Linked DNA regions of Mus musculus: region 1 is linked to region 2. Evidence: chromatin contacts called from public Micro-C data. All regions are on one chromosome and are shown on one strand. Each heading gives the region's core, a stretch centred on a gene start, on an enhancer-like site or on the middle of the called end of the contact. The rest is flanking DNA. Distances are from core to core; before and after follow the strand shown. Region 1 holds the start of Plac1 (placental specific protein 1). Region 2 has its middle 14 kb from the start of Mir450b.

The links. Hi-C and Micro-C count contacts between places; a contact is called where the count stands out from the background.
Region 1: a contact with region 2 is called in a Micro-C map of trophoblast stem cells, with 2.9 times the contacts expected there. The contact joins the promoter of Plac1 here to the enhancer-like site in region 2. A contact is called at or near these places in 4 of 39 promoter capture datasets (the HPC-7 cell line, cranial neural crest, pre-B cells and 1 more), 4 of 484 Hi-C or Micro-C datasets (the C10 cell line, the G1E-ER4 cell line, the N1E-115 cell line and 1 more) and 3 of 9 other capture datasets (adipose tissue, embryonic stem cells and liver).

Annotation. Positions count from the first base shown.
Region 1 is chrX:53,111,785-53,117,111 of GRCm38.p6, forward strand. Plac1 (placental specific protein 1) reads right to left here and starts at 2,621. Exons shown (of 3, transcript NM_019538.5): 1 at 2,511-2,621. The region is part of intron 1 of Gm35988 (a long non-coding RNA gene); the gene reads left to right.
Region 2 is chrX:53,031,475-53,036,283 of GRCm38.p6, forward strand. No RefSeq gene overlaps it. Among named protein-coding and RNA genes, the nearest start is that of Mir450b, 14 kb to the right of the region's middle. Within about 2 kb of position 1,352, at least 4 of the 459 cell types and tissues checked have an H3K27ac peak or open chromatin away from gene starts, as enhancers often do. A contact at or near this core is called in the HPC-7 cell line and trophoblast stem cells, where this site is marked.

The DNA of each region.
Region 1 (5,327 bases), core at 1,371-3,870, 82 kb after region 2:
CGAATGATAGAACTTCTGGGTTCAGGGGTCAAACCGCAGGCCCACTGGAACAGAGGACAATTGAGCAGGCCAGACTCCATAGTTTGATAATGTGACAAAGGTCCAACGGTTTCTGTTCTCATGCTCATGAGCATGGTCCCAGACCAGGAAGTAACTCCCACGCAGATGTAGCTAGCCCCTCAGAGAAAAAGCTTTGGGCCTTCTTAGTGATTTGCCTACGTCAGAAAGATACTATTGGCGCCTGTAGCATTATCTCACTTACTAACTCCACAGCAACCCTGCTATTATCCCTATCTGTCAGATGAAGAAATTGAGGTTTCAAGAGATTAAGTCACTTGCCCCAGGTCACACAGCTGCGTGTTTCTAAAGTTCAGTCTTAGTAATAAGGGTCTGCCTTAGAAAGGACATCTGGCGTTGGGAGCCAAGGACTTCAATTTTTTTTTTTTTATCTAATTCCTCATTCCAGTCTGCCTGGATCATCGAACTCCTAGGAGCTGGGTTCTAACCCTCTCTGACCTCGGAGTCAGTTCCTTTACTAATGGAAGCATGGCTATCACTGTACAAAAGGGACAAGGGAAGAACAGGGTTCTTGCCCAGGTATTAATCCTACAGGGACAGCAGAAGGAAGTGAAGCAGCCCTTGCAATAGAGAGAAACAAGGCTGTCTTCTGAATAAATAGCAATTGATTCATAAACACAATTCCACTTCGACTCCTTTTAAGACAATGGTTATTAACTTTTTCAAGTATGGACCTTTTGGGAATTTGAGGAAAGTTGTGGACCTGTTGGAGGAGGAATAGCTAACCACAAACCCCCAATTTTGCACATAGTTTCAGAGAAATTTATTGAGCATCTTGTATGCTCTCCAAGAGTAACAGACCCCAGGTTAAGAACTCTAGCTTTAAATAAACTCACTTCTATGTCTTAAAATGTAATAAATCAGAAAACAATGACTTTTAAATAACAAGGCAACCTAGGGCACAAACCGCAGGTTTTGCTTTATCAAGCTTTTGTTTTAGATGTCTAACTGCTTGCATGAGCTACATATACATTCACATCTCCTATTCCTCTAGTTCTCTGTGAAAGACGTAGATGACCACTCCAAGGACTGACCAGAAGACAAAAAGAGAACCTGTGCATAGGGCGGAAGTACATTTCTTTTGTTACTAGGGGTTGGGCAGCCATTTAGTAGACAGTAATGACTTCGTTGGATAGAGACTGGGTTATGTGACTTTAATAGACCAAGCAAGCACCTGAGGACAAATGCTCTAATCCCTGTGTAAAAGCAGTACAGAAGGGACCACAAATGTGTCCCTACTAAGCAATCCCTGGCTTCATAAGAGGCCAGGGACCTGATAGGGGCAGACTCAGTATATATTGGCTCACTCACCTATGTTTGCAGTCAGCCTTCTTAAATTAGCCAGCCCATGTTATTCCAAATAGCAACTGTTAGTTCCTTGCCCTGTAGAGGCCCCATTGTTCTTTTACACAAATATTAGATAATCCAAACCCAAGCCATTCTGAGACCATTTCCCCCTGGCCTCTTGTGTTGTGAGTAGACAAGCTCTTACTGTAATCATTACTAGAATTGGTATTTACCACCTGATATTTCTTCTCCTAATCTCCTTCCAGTGTTTAAGTTGTCACATAAACAGTCACAAAGCACAGATCGGATGCAAATGTTCTAGAGCACTTTCCTCTTTACAGATTTTTACTTGAAAGAAAGAAGACTGCGGTATGGTGGAAAGCACACTGCACCCAGGGCCCTTGGTCCACCACGCACTGCTCCACACCTCTCTAAGCCTCATTTGCCAGTATTAGACAGCTGCTTAAAGCTGAGCTCTGAAGGGCACATTTCCATGAGCTCAGGAAACTGAGGCAGGACCATGAGGCTGGGAAACTGAGGCAGGACCACGTGCTCCACGGGGAGTGCTAGGCCACCCTGGATAGCACCATGAGATCGCGTATCAATCCCCCTGCTGGAAAGGACACTTACAGTTCCTCTTCCGGACAGGTGCCACAGAAGACTCACCCAAGGGGGCGACCCCACAGATCATGCATCAACCAGTAAGCTTTAGAACACATGCGAACTCAAGAACCGCGACTTCACCTAAGCTTTACACAGTCCCAGGGGCCACACAAATCCTCATTGTTCTGTCGTGTATTCATTTACTCTCTTGCTCCCTCTCCCTCTTGCTTACTCAGGAAAAAAAAAAAAAAAAAACCCAAACCACATGCATCAAGGCCATACAGGGAGTACCAGGTACTGCAAGCAGCTTGTGAACCTTTTCTCTTGTGTGTAGAGTTAGAGGCAGACTTAGCAAAGTAAAGAACACTTCAAAGCACATACTGCTGTGTAGCAAGGAACCAGACTAGTCCCCTCTCCCCATCTCCTTTCTTCCCCTCTCCTTTCTCTCTTCTCCTTCTCCCCAGGCTACTTTTTTTATTGCTCTATGTTGATTGTCCCCAAAACACGCCCCACCCCCATTGAAACAAGAAGTTGTTACTCACTTAAAAAAAGAAATCTTGGGCTGAGAATTCTGTTAGTTCTGTTCTCTCCGTGTGGAGCACGAGGGAAGGGGTAGCGAGAAGATGAGGCAGGTCCCTTAGCCTTCAATCTTCGATTCCTGAACTCTCCAGTTCTATATATGCCTTCCAGGAGTATGCTCGCCCTCTCCTTTTTCCCGCCCCCTTTCCCAACTCTCAAGCTGCAAAGCGAACCTGTGGCGCCCAAATGCACCAGGTGTCTCCAACCTCCTAATTGAGCAAGGCAGGCTCCCTCTTAGCCAAGAGTCTTGAAATATTTATTCAAATTTTGGACTCACTGGATTAATGCCTTAAGCTGGTGAGCAATCCCACTGGAGGTCAATGTGCCTGTCCTAAAGTTGTCCAATGTCTGTGTGGGATTCGGACCTGAACATTGATAACATCACTCCAGGTTGCGAATCCCCAGAGTGCACCCTGGAGAGAGAAGCCAGCTGACATTGTTTGCAGATCGCTCACCGTAATGATTCAAGGTGGGCTCAGAACTGCAACTGCCTTGAGATAAAGCAGACCAGCTCCAGTTCACCCCTGGGGGGGAAGGCCTCTGAGCAGGCAGGCGATTGTGCAAAGCCCCTTCAGTCAGGGGAGACATCGGCTCCTCTCTGCCTTGGTCTCTACCAGTTGGCAGATGGAGCCCTGTGCAAATGCTGGCCAGACCAAAATGGTGCCGAGTCAAGCCACGAGATTGTTTAGAAAGAAAGAAAGGAAACATCTGCAAATGTTGCCTTGGTGCAGCGCAGGGACAGCCTGCTGCTTTTCCTCACAGGCCCACAGTGGGCTAGCTCCTGACTGATCAGAAAGGTTCCCCTGAAACAAATGCATCTGAAAGATATTTTCCATCCCCCCACAGGAAATTCTTGTGTTTAGTCATCCTTACTACATGGGCTGAGTCAGCATGCTGGGCTTTAACCAGAGCTGCTTTCCAATGGTAAGTTAAAAAGACCAGTTAGTTAAGTGAGGAGTACTTTGGCTGAAACGCTTTGACAGCCGGAGCTCCCAAATCGGACGGATAAACTAGAGGAATTGCAATTTGGGCACTGCTCAATACCTTTCCAGTCCTTCTGGGTGGGCCTCAATTACTTTTTAGTATGTTTGTGCTACAGAGCATTCCAAAATGAGTAGAGACCGCGGTCTGTGTACCTTTAAGAGACCACTCTGGTGCTGCGGTATGATCTTTGGCTTAGTCTTTAAATCCTGGCTTTGTCAATAATTTGCTATAGGACGATAGGGCAATTGTCCCCTCTCTCCAGGTTTTAGATTCACATCTTTAAATCGGAGGCTAGGATAAGATCATTTCTAAAGGTTCTTCCTGCTCTGGTGGCCATCTGTGTGGGGCAGATGGCTAGCTACTCTTTCCCCTAGTTTACCTAGGAAACCGCTGCAGAACCGGTTTTGGGAATCTCCCTCAGCATTTTTCCCACCTGTGTTGAAACATCTTCCCTGGGTCTGACCATGGTCTTTTTTTCTTTCCAACTTCCCTAGACAGGGAGAACCCCCAGGGAACGTTCTTTTCTAGAAACTACTTCTGCAACTAAGAGTTTCAAGCCTGCATTCTGTTAAATCCTCTGCAAATGTGGGAGACAATTACTTATGGCTCAGGTTTCAATGGCCACACTTTCTCCCCTCATCTGAGAGAATTTTCTGTTCTTTTGGTCACTGGCAGTGACTCACAGACTTAATGTCAGCTCACAGGGAAAAGGAAACTCGCGTATTCCAGAAGCACACACACGCTGTCTGCGACCACAGAGTTGTCCAAGGCCACTGAGACTCTTAAAAGGGGCACAGAGCTGTGTAATGTAACCTTACAAATTCTGCTGTCCATCTCTGGACACAGGAGGCCAAGGGTCAAAATAAGAAGACACTGTTGGAACATTACTGGATGCACATCACACAATGTTGTAAGCTCATCACTCGCTCCTCTGATATTTAACCCCACTACTCTACTGTGCTATGACTACTTCCTATTTTACAGACTTGGAAACTGAGGGGTATAGGGTGGTAGATGAACTTCCTCTAGGTGAAACAGGTAGTAAACGGAGGAGCTGGAGTCACGGTCTAGAGCAGCTGACTCCTGGATGTGTGCTGTCACCTAACTCTGCCTCTGAGCAGGTCTGGTTTGAGTGAAGATGGTACTGACGAGGTTCTCTGCCCCACCTGCCTCTCTTGTCCAGATCTGGTGCCTACCTTTATTTCTATGGTATTCTAGACCCCTTCCACAGAGAAGAAAAAAAAAAAAGCCTTCCCCCTGCTGATCTGCAATGTGTTCACTTTATGGTCCAGGAATGAGTCGTGTTTTCCTATTAAAAGGGAAACACAGAAAAAGGACATTATATAAAATAGCTTTCCCTGGAGCTAAGAAACTATTGAAAACTTAGCTACATCCCTCTTTGATGGTAAGTCTATTAGATTAGTCAAACGTCAGAGTTTAGGGAGAATTGATAACTTGTGTAGCGCTTCTCAGGATGGATGAGGGAACTGAAGCTGAGACAGTGGTCCAGTTACCAGATACCGGATACCCCGGCCAATAATCTGCCTCCATCGTTTCTCTGTATTCCAAAGAAAGCAGGAAACGAAAATTTACAGCTAGCTCAAAGCAAGGAGAGGAAGAAGTTAATTTCTACTCTGCCTGTGGCAGTCTTTCAATTCTTAGACACTCATGAAGTAAAGGCCAGAAGACAATCATTTCAGCTGTGAGATGGCTTTAAGGGGTCCTTTTCTGGGGGAAGGGTGCCCTGGCCTCCAGTTGCTCCAATTGTTTGTTCTCTACATGGAGTCATCGCTACA
Region 2 (4,809 bases), core at 102-2,601:
CATGACAAGCCTTAAAATTAACTTTTAATTTTTATTGTGGGACAGCTCCATACATGTCTATAATAAACTTAGAGCTTTTTCTCCCCCAGTGCTCTATATTTATCCTCCTTCCTTCTCCTGAGAGTCTTCTTGTTGGTCTAATGAGAGGCTCTTGCTACCAAGCCTGAGGACCTGAAGTCAGTCCCTGGGCCTGACGTGGCGGAAGGAAAGAACTGATTCTCAAGAGTTGTCCTCTGACCTCCACGTGGGTGCTGTGGCGTGATCACACTGGAACACACACACACACACCACTACAACCAAACAATGAATGAATACATAACATAAAAAGGAATCTTCAGGTTCTAACAAATTTTTCCTCGTAATTCTCATATGGATTTTTAAAGCCCTCTTCTGAGTCATCTCCCTCAGAATACATTAAACCTTTCCAGGTTTTGATAAGGCTGGAAGACTCGGAGACTCGGACGTGGGAAACATCTAGGAATACCTGCTGTGGTCTCTAGTGTTGAAAAAGTAAAGTTTTGTGCTTGTTGAGAGAAAAAAATAGAGATCACGGAGAAAGTTTTAGGTGGTCTTTTGGGTTTTTTTTTTTGGCATTCTGGTTTTTTTAGGGGCTAGTGTAGCCTAGGATTGTCTCAAAAGCTTTACAGACTTGAGTGTGGCCTTGAAATACTGATCCTCTTACCTCAAAAGTGCTACGGAGTACTTGGGAAACCTGCTTCCTTACAGTCAGTCCCCAGAACTCACAGAGAGAAGCCAGGCTTGTGTGGAGCTCAGTTGGTAGAGTGCAGGCTGATGGTGCACAAGGCCCTGGCTTTAGTCACCCACCAGTCCCCACATTTTTTTTAATTTCTTTTTTTAAAAATGTTTTTTATTATTACGTATTTTCCTCAATTACATTTAGAATGCTATCCCAAAAGTCCCCCATTCCCTCCCCCCGACTTCCCTACCCACCCATTCCCACTTTTTGGCCCTGGCATTCCCCTGTACTGGGGCATATAAAATTTGCGTGTCCAATGGGCCTCTCTTTCCAGTGATGGCTGACTAGGCCATCTTTTGATACATATGCAGCTAGAGTCAAGAGCTGCGGGGTACTGGTTAGTTCATAATGTTGTTGCACCTACAGGGTTGCAGATCTCAGTCCCCACATTTTGTAAGGTGAAAACCAACACCTGTAAGTTGTCCTCTGACCTCCGAACACTCACTATTAATTGGGAATTTCTCCCACCCAGTAAATAGATAGAACACCGTTGTCTTCGATATAATAGTTTCACAATTGAATACTACGTGAGCTCTTAACCATTTTACCTGCTTTCAGAAAACCAGAGCACTGATGAGTCAGACCTCTGGGAATTGTGACGTGTGTATTCCTGTCACCTGCTTCTGCCGCGTGGCTTCTTTCCTAAAGCCAGTTGCCCCTGGCTGTCCATCTGCTCAGACTCGAAAACAGCTTTTTTTTTTTTTTGTTCCGCATACCATTTTCCCCTGATTTTAAGTAGTTCGATTTTTGAGCTGGGCATGTTGAGTTTGAGTCTACCTTGGGCTGTATAGAGAGCCTGTTTCCAAAAAAACAAAAAAAACAAACAAAAAAAAAAAAAACAAGTTATGCCTCTTTATACAGGGAGTCTGGGTAAATAAAAGATCTTTTAAAATTAGAAAAATACAAACTAGAGATAAGTTACAACCATCAAGTCTTTCTGTGCTTTATGTAGTACTAAGAATCTTTGCTTAGTTGGTTGTTTATGTTTGGTTTGATTTGGTTTTTAGTTTTTGGTTTTTGGTTTTCAATACAGGGTTTCTCTGTGTAGCCCTGACTGTCCTAGAACTCACTCCGTAGACCAGGCTGGCCTCAAACTCAGAGGGATCCGCCTGCCCCTGCCTCCTGAGTGTAAACTATACCTTTTCTTACTGCCTCCTCACGGGTCTTGCTCTGTTCCCCACATCCTTCCTGCTCCAGACAGCACCGCCCCTCTACGTTTTCACCTTCCTCTCTGTTCATAGTTCTTGGGTACAAAGAGAGGGAAAGAAGAACTCAATTTAATCTAGAAGAAGCACAGTGTGTGATACACTGTTTTGGAAAACAAACAAAAAAAGGTTTAGTAGTTGTACTGGCTAGTTTTGTGTCAACTTGACACATCTGGAGTTATCACAGAGAAAGGAGCTTCAGTTGAGGAAATGCCTCCATGAGATCCAACTGTAAGGCATTTTCTCAATTAGTGATCAAGGGGTAAAGGCCCCTTGTGGGTGAGACCATCTCTGGGCTGGTAGTCTTGGGGTCTATAAGAGAACAGGCTGAGCAAGCCAGGGGAGGCAAGCCAGTAAGGAACATCCCTCCATGGCCTCTGCATCAGCTTCTGCTTCCTGACCTGCCTGAGTTCCAGTCCTGACTTCCTTTGGTGATGAACAGCAGTATGGAAGTGTAAGCTGAATAAACCCTTTCCTCCCCAACTTGCTTCTTGGTCATGATGTTTGTGTGGGAATAGAACCCCTGACTAAGACAGTAGCATACTTAAAAAGAAAATTAAGTTTGTAAATAAAATGCAGCCATCTAAAATTATATTTATGTTTGGTGATGGTGGTGCACTCCTTTAATCCCAGCACTCTGGAGGCAGAGGCAGGCACATCTCTGTTAGTTCAAGGCCAGTCTGGTCAACAGAGCGAGTTCCAAGATGACCGAAGCTACACAGAGAAATCCTGTCTTGAATAACAAAAAGAAAAGAAGAAAGAAACAATGAATGAAAGAAAGAAAGAAGAAAGGAAGGGAAGAAGGAAGGAAGGAAGAAAAAAATAAAAGAAGAAAGAGAAAAAAAAGAAATATTTGTGGGGCTAGAAACATGGCTCGTCTTACCACTAAGCCAGCCCACCAGTGTTGGATCCCTGGAAGGAAGGAAGGAAGAAAGGAAGGGATCAACTCCTGCAATTTGTCCTCTTACCTCCACACTACTTAGCACCCAATCCACAGATAAACAAACAAACAAACAAACAAGCAAACAAAATAGTGTTTCTGAAGACTATGTAGTAATTATTTTATAACTCCTCTCTAGTTTTGACTGCCTACTCTTCCAAAGATTTCATGCATACCAACCTGAATTCTGACAAAAGGCCTGTGTAGACTGTAACATGAGGGAACTGAGCCTCCTCCAGCTGTGTGCCCTAGAGAAGCAGCCAGCCTCCATGTCTCTATGCAGCCCACTTGTAAGAACAAGGCTCCAACTAGCAATTCTCTCCCCAGGGCCTCTACTTTCCATTGGCACAGGACCTGATAGATGTGTACAATAAATGACTACCTAGTACCCACTAGAAAACTGGGTGTCCTGAAAATTTCAAAATGACAAAGTAAGACCAACTCATGACAGTTCTAAAAGACAGTTCTGGTGGACAATTTTTGTCATTTTGGATTAGGTAAGACATTTTGTTGTATTTTCAGATAGGATCTCATGTCTTACATAGTCAAAGATGGCCCTGAATTTCTGGTCCTCTTGACTACCTTCCAAGTGCTGGGGGTGTACTACTATACTCGCTTTATGTCATGCTGAGGATCAAACCCAGGACTTCAAGCACGCTAGGCCAGCTCTTTACCAATTTAGCTATGTTCCCAGTCTTAGGGGAGACCGTTCTAAGCATGATATCCATGGCAGAAACAAAGGCACAGCTCCAAAAGAGGTGACTGCACAACAAAACCCACTTCTGAATAATAGAAAACACGGAATTAGGGCCGGAGAGATGGATCAGTGGTCAAGAGCACTGGCTGCTCTTGCAGGGGACTCAGCTTCAGTTCCAAGCACCCAGTGGTTGCTCACGTCTGTCTGTAACTCCACTTCTAGGGAATCTGACTCCCTCTTTTTGGCCTCCCTGGGCGCCAGGCACACATGTAGACATGGTACTCCTACACGTACAATAAATAAATAAATCTTAAAAATTGGATCATCCAAGAGAAAGATGTCTACAAGTAGAAGTAAAACTAAAAAAAACAAAAATAAATAATAATTGGAAAATGAGAAGAAGCAGAGAGAAAGATGAAATGTTTTATAGAGAAGATTTTTAATACACGAAAAATTGAAAATACTCATTCAAAGGAATTCCCCCCCCAGAAAAAAATAGACAAAGAGTCTAAATAGTAAAGCAAGTTATCATGGGGACAGAGCACTTTTGACCCAGCTACTACTATCCACCAGCCACTGTGGAACAGCTGCCCTGCTGAAAACATGTGGGGTTTGGCTCTTTATTGCTCCTTCACCTCTACTCCACATGATTTGGGTTTCCTAGCACACAGTATTCTTTTTTTGTTGTTGTTGCTTTTTAATGGATTTTATATATCTTACTTTTCATCAGGAACAAAGAGGGGGAAAAATCTTGTTAGACAGCTTCTGCTGATGCTTAGTTAACTTGATACAACCTAGAATCACTCAGCAAGCAAGTGTTGATGAATGATTGCTCTGATGGCTGCTTGTCTTGATTGTTTTGATTGACGTGGGAAGTCCCAGTCTGAAAGCACTTGACGTCATTTGCTAGTTTGGAGTCTTGGATATGTGAGAGTAGAGAAAACTACAGGGCTGACAGATGACTGAAAGGTTAAGAGCACTTTCTGCTCTTCTGAAAAATCCAAGTTGAGTTCCCAGCACCTGCATCAGGTGGTTCACAAGCACCTCTAACTGTAAGCTTCAGGGAAATCAGTGGCTCTGGCCTCTGGAGGCTCCTACACTCACTCACGGTTACACACCACATAAAGATAGACACACATACACATAATTACAAATCATTTTTTAAAAATCCTTTAGAAAGAGAAGAGAGCCAAGTGTGGTGGCACACACC